2 separate regions of the Macaca mulatta genome follow, and region 2 is linked to region 1. Evidence: chromatin contacts called from public Hi-C data. All regions are on one chromosome and are shown on one strand. Each heading gives the region's core, a stretch centred on a gene start, on an enhancer-like site or on the middle of the called end of the contact. The rest is flanking DNA. Distances are from core to core; before and after follow the strand shown.

What was found. A called contact is a pair of places that touch in the nucleus more often than the background predicts.
Region 2: a Hi-C map of cortical neurons shows a contact between it and region 1, with 5 times the contacts expected there. The contact joins the promoter of LOC710897 here to the promoter of ZNF680 in region 1. A contact is called at or near these places in 2 of 14 Hi-C or Micro-C datasets (cortical neurons and fetal cortex germinal zone).

What each region holds. Positions count from the first base shown.
Region 1 is chr3:70,597,019-70,600,197 of T2T-MMU8v2.0, reverse strand. It overlaps ZNF680 (zinc finger protein 680), which reads right to left and starts at 1,554. Exons shown (of 5, transcript XR_013415257.1): 1 at 1,375-1,554.
Region 2 is chr3:70,863,533-70,866,711 of T2T-MMU8v2.0, reverse strand. LOC710897 reads left to right here and starts at 1,490. Exons shown (of 4, transcript XM_077996666.1): 1 at 1,490-1,688. The coding sequence starts at 1,686.

The DNA.
Region 1 (3,179 bases), core at 305-2,804:
CAGGCAGTCCTACGGGAGAAAATGACCCACCAGCTGATATTCATTAGGCACTCTGGCAGACATAGCCACAGTGGGTATCATGGTTTATTCCCAGACAGTACTGAAACCCAGGACCAGGAAAAATCTGAAGGGTGGCCGAGGACACATCACCCCATAAAGTTTCCAAAGGGAAACCCTGACCCCCCAAAATTCTGGTAAGATCTCTGTGACTAGGGAAGATAAAAGGAAAAGAGGCACAGAGATTTTTTACAGTAGTGTCCGGGGATTACTCTTTGCTTTCTTCTTATAGAAAATTTTTACAAACGGAAAGCAAACCTTTTAAAAAGTATCATCCAATGATTTCTCACACAATGATTAATTAAAACACAGTATCAAAAATGTACACTAGGGCCGGGCGCGGTGGCTGACGCCTGTAATCCCAGCACTTTGGGAGGACGAAGCGGGCGGATCACGAGGTCAGGAGATTGAGACCATCCTGGCTAACACGGTGAAACCCCGACTCTACTAAAAAAATACAAAAAACTGGCCGGGCGTGGTGGCGGGCGCCTGCAGTCCCAGCTACTCGGGAGGCTGAGGCAGGAAATGGCGTGAACCTGGGAGGCGGAGTTTGCAGTGAGCCGAGATCGCGCCACTGCACTCTAGCCTGGGCGACAGAGTGAGACTCCACCTCAAAAAAAAAAAAAAAAAAAAAAAAAAATCTAACTCAAATACATTTTTTTTTGTAAATTGTTACATTGGGGGAAATAAAATTTATGCTTAACCAACTGTAAACTGCCAAGTACCCTCCGATTACATAACCAGAAAATTTCCACCTTGATCTTACAAATTAAGAAGCTATGTAACTGTACCTAACCGATTATTGAATTTGGTTTTATTTATCACATACCACTTAAAAGTCTTTCCTTCAAGCCCCTCCCATGGACCACAAATTACAAATCATAGCTGGGTGCTCTACGATTTTTGAACCACTCTTCTATTACATTTTTAAATATTTTTGCGGTGACTTCCATGAATTTTTAATAGAAAAAAGGAGGGACTGGGACCCCACGGACCAAAGCTCTTCCCATTCATGAACCCGGTACTGCGAGTTATCAGGCAGAGATGCGGCACTGCGGCTGCAGAGCTGCCCAGCGAGGGCTCCAGGCCAAGGCACAGTCACTGCACAGGGAGGAGACAGGACGCCCGGGGTCCGGCTGTCAGCCCAGCCGCCATCTTATGGCTGAAGGGGACCGAGGGCCGAGCTGCGCCAAGGACAACTCGGGCCGCGGATTTTGGAGCCCAGTGCTGGGAGGCTGGAGTCCTGCCACAGTCACTTCCGACCGGTTCCAACCAGCCCCTCCCCCTCTCTCGGGGTGTCGGACCCGGCACTCTCACCATTTCTAGGCTTCCAGGTGGTTCTGGCATCTTAGCTGTGCATCTCCCAATACCTGCAGGTAACGGGGCCACAAAGGCTGGGCCTCTAGGAGCAGAAGACAGAGCAGTGAAGACTAGACCTGGAGCTCCCGCTGCAGCTAGAGACAAAGGCCCCGCCAAATCCCGGAAGCCGTCCTGTCCGCTCCAGCTGCGTGCCTGATTGGACGGGTCCCATTCCAGCGTCCCTGATTGGATAATGTTTAGGGCCCCACCCCCTAATGCCCTGAGTGACAGAATATGTGCTCAGCTGCTGGGCTGAACGAAGAAAGAGTGAAATTCAAGCTGCAGCGTTCTCATGCAGGGCTTCCTCCCTGAGTGGAGCCAGGCCCACCCCAGAGGGTATTTGCATATAACCTTGCGTATAAGGTCGTTTGCCTTTATAAATAATATATTATGTGGCTATTCACACATAAAAATAATGCAATAACAATTGTTTAAAATTTTCCAATTTTATGAGCTCCCTGGCTTCTTGTCCTTTGAGCGGGTAGCCTGACATTTTTTTTAAAAAGGCAATCCTCTGAAATTGAATGTGAGCCACATGTGAATTCTAAATTTTCTAGAAGGAAAATTTTAAAAAGAAAAAATAAACAGAAGGAATTCATTGTAGGAATTTAATTAACCCAATATATCCAAAATATTATTTTAATATGTGACCAGTATGTAATTATTAATAAACTATATATATTTTGGGAAAAAACATTAAAACTATGTATTTTACCTTTCTTACCACATCGTAGTTCGGACCAGCCACATTCCATGCACCCAGTAGCCACACGTGGCCAATAGCTGCCACATTGAAGTGCAGCTCTGACAGCAGAAGATGAAATCCTGAACATCCCTTTGCTGTTTTCTTTTCTTTTTATTTCCTTTCTCTTCTCTTTTTTTCTTTCTTTTCCTTTCTCTCCTTTTCTTTTCAGAGTCTCGCTCTTAGGCCCAGGCTGGAGTGCAGTGGTGCAATCTTGGCTCACTGCAATCTCCACCTTCTGGATTCAAGTGATTCTCCTGCCTCATCCTCCCCGGAGGAGCTGTGATTACAGGCATGTGCCACCATGCCTGGCTTATTTTTGTATTTTTAGTAGAGATGGAATTTTCCCTTGTCAGCCAGGCTGAACCCCTGACCTTAAGTAATCCTTCTGTCTCAGCCTCCCAAAGTGCTGGGATTACAGGCATGAGCCACCACACCAGGCTTGAACATCCTTTTCCTGCCATAAATAAAGAGAAAGTCTTTCCCTACCAACATCTCTCTTCAGTTCCAAGGGTAGAACAGATAGTGGCCATAGAAAGAGCAGAGGATGGCAGGAATAAAATCACAACAGGAAGACCACCTGTTGTCCACCTTTCTTCCAGAGATCAGACAGTGAACAAAGGACGATGGGGTGACAAAATAAGAAAGCTCTATGTCTACAGATCCCTCCCTGGTCTTTCTTTCTTTTTTTTTTTTTTTTTCTTTTTCTTTTTTAAGACAAAGTTTTGCTCTTGTCATCCAGGCTGGAGTGCAATGGCATGATCTCAACTCACTGCAACCTCTGTCTCCCGGGTTCAAGCGATTCTAGTGCCTCAGCCTTCCGAGTAGCTGGGATTACAGGCGCCCGCCACCATGCCCAGCTAATTTTTGTATTTTTAGTAGAGATGGGGTTTCACTGTGTTGGTCAGGCTGGTCTCGAACTCCCGACCTCAGGTGATCCACCCGCCTCAGCCCTCCAAAGTGCTGGAATTACAGATGTGAACCACCATGCTAGGCCATGTCCCTAGTCTTTACCTCGAAT
Region 2 (3,179 bases), core at 241-2,740, 270 kb before region 1:
CCTAGCTGGCCTCCAAAAACATGAAGCACCCCCTTGTTAACTCTGTGGTGAGATTTTAACAAGTCACAATGTTATGTGGTCCCTAGCCCCACCATTTCCCAAATCCACTCAGCCCAGCTCTTCCAGGCCTTTACTCTGATTTCGCTTATAGAGGCATTTCAAGGACTGTTGCCACAGGAGGAAAGGGCTGGGAGAGAAAGGCCCCTTGCTCTTTTGATGTGGAGGCCTCCAGCTGGGAGGGAGGAGCTCTTCCCTCTGACTCCCTGGAGCTCCTCCCCATCACAGGGACACTGCCTTTTTGCAGCTTTAGCGTCATCTGGGCTCTCTGTGTTTTCTTCTCGAGGGTGGCCAACTTGGGTGTCTTCATATGCCAGGGTCAAGGACAAGGTCAGTGCTACTATGCTCCCTTCATCCAGTTATGCCCAGTTACACTGACCTGGTACCCTGGATAGCTGGTGTGAGTAAGCTGGTCCAGTGCTCCTGCCACCTCCAGTAAGCTCTGATTCTAGATTCACTCCCTGCTCCAACACTCACTGTGTGTGGAACCTTGGGCATGCAGCCAGGCCTCCCTGAGACTGTTTCCTAACTTGAAAGTATGATGGGAACCACACCTACCTCACTGGGCCTCCTGAGGACTCAGTTATACGTAGCTGTCACCATTGTTCTCATCATCATCTCTCTCGGGAAGAGCCAGGCACAAGCACTCTCAAATTTCTTTTCTCCTTTGAAGCTCATCATTACCCTGTGAGGCTCATCATCCCTACCTTTTTTAGATAAGAAAACAGAGGCCCAAAGAGGGCAGTGACTTGCCCGGGGCCCTACAGAAGATGTCGGCCTCTCCCCGCACCTGGAGGCCCTGTCCTAGCTGACTTTACCCCACAGCCCAGCACTATCCCTGACTAGGATCCGATCTTGGTTCACTATGCTTTTTTAGGTCCTTAGGCAGGCTCAGCTTTGGTGGGAAAGAGGGTGTTTTGGGAGGCCTGGGCGAGTGGCCCCTCTAACCAATCTGCCAGGCCCTCAACTCTCAGTCTCACTGAGCCACTCCATTAATTGGAAGCAGATCCAAAATTGCTTCACAGACTGAAGGTGATAATTGTCTGCAACCAGCTGGTGCAGCTGCATCTCCTGGAGGAGTCTGATCTCCTGCAGCTAAAGGGAAAAACAGGATGCTGAGACAGGGCCTGCAGCATACACATAACTATAATTCAGAATGTAATATATACACACACACGTAAATATAATCAGAAAGTGATATAATCTTATATGCAAGGTTAAATACAAATGTCTCTCAGGCAGGGCCAGGACCCCAGCACAGGGAGGAATCTGCCTGAAAAAGGTGCAGGCAAAAACCTGTCACTCCTGCCTCGTTCAGCCCAGTGTCTGATTACATTTTCTGTCACTCAGGGTTTAAATGGGTGGGGCCTGGAGCCCTAGCCAATCAGTGGTGCTAGCGTGAAATTGTCCAATCAGGTGCGCAGCTACAGACGAAGAGGCGGCCTCTTCAATATGGCGGGGCCTTTGTCTCCTAGCTCCCGGGCTCTGAGCCCAGTTCCCGTCTCCACTGTTCCATCTCCTCCGCTCCTGGAGCTCCTCGGTGACTCTACCATAGCTTCTGTTATCCCGTGATCTGCAGGTACTGGGAGATCCATAGGGAGGACGGCGGAACATCCGGAGGCTGGGAAATGGTGAGAGCGTGGAGTGGGTGTCCCGAGAATGGGGAAGAGGGTGTTTGAATCCGGCCGGAACCGGCTGCGGTTGTATCTCGGCCTTCTCGCGGTCGGCTCTGGAGTCTTCAGCCCCGAGTCCCCGCGGGCACAGCTCAGTCCTCATTTCCCTCCATCGCAGATGAGGGGCTGAGCCAGCAGCCAAAACCGTACGTTTTGTTTTTTCCATAAGCTCGAATTTCTCCCCAGTTCAGGGCCCTTTCTGGGCAGCTCTGTGCCGCAACCTCGAGTCTCCCTCCTCCAGATTGTGCGGGGATGATGGGAGCGTCATAAGACGAGAATCCTCATTTAGGGTCTGGAGTTCCTCCGTGGAAGAAGCAGTGGGCCTTGGGGTCCCTAGTCCCTTCTTTCTCCTTTTAAAAATAAAATTGTGGCCCCTTTTTTTTTCCCGAGACAGTGTCTCACTGTGTTGCCCAGGCTAAAGTGCATTTCTTCTCACTGCCGCTTCCACGTCTCGGGCTCAGCTGATCCACTCACCCCAGTCCTCCAAGTAGCTAGGACTAGACGGGTGCGCCACCATGCCTGTTTTTTGTTTTTGTTGTTGGTGTTGTTTTGTAGAGACGGGCTTTTGCCATGTTGCTTAGGCTGGTCTCGAACTCCTGAGCTCAGGTCTCAGGTGATCCGCCCGCCTCGGGCCACCTAAAGCGCCGGGATTACATACGTGAGCCACCGCCCTAGCCTAAATTTGAGGCAACTTTAGGATATAGTTTGGGTGTGTTTTCCAGCCCAAATCTCCTGTTTAAATGTAATCCCCCATGTTGGAGGTGGGGCCTGGTGGAAGGATTATGGGCGCGGATTTCTCATGAATAGTTTAGCACCATTCCTCTTGGTATTGTCCTCCCAATAGTGAGTGAGTTCCCTGAAGTTCATTTAAAAGTGTACAGCAGCCCACCTTGTCTCCTTTTCAAGCTCTTGCTTCACCTTCCTCCGTGATTTTAAGCTTCCTGGGTGGGGCCTCCCCAGAAGCAGACGCTGGTGTTAATGCTTTCTATACAGCCTGTGGAACCATGAGCTAGTTAATCCTCTTGTAAGTTACCCAGTCTGAGGTATTTACAGTAATGCCGGAAGCGATTAATACAAACAGTTTATTTGCACAAACAGCAATTTATGAATCAGAACAGCCAGCTATGATTTGTTGTTTGGGTGCTCAAAGGAGGGTCTTGGAACAAAAGGCTTCTTTTTTTTTTTTTTTTTTTTTTAAGAGGTATGAGGAAGCAAACCAGATACAATATTTGATTGGTTCCAGTTACGTATTGCATTTGAAGCCCTCCGGTGGAAATGTCCTGGTTATGTAATTAGCTTTTTCTTGGCAGCTTGTGGTTGGTTAAGCCTAAGGTTTTTTTGTTGTTTTTTTGTTTTTCCTCAAAGTTAGTAATTTACAAAAAATTCCTTTGACGTAGTTAGGTTTCCTTAGGCAGAATCCCAGGGCGCCATGGCCACTTCAGCCTAATT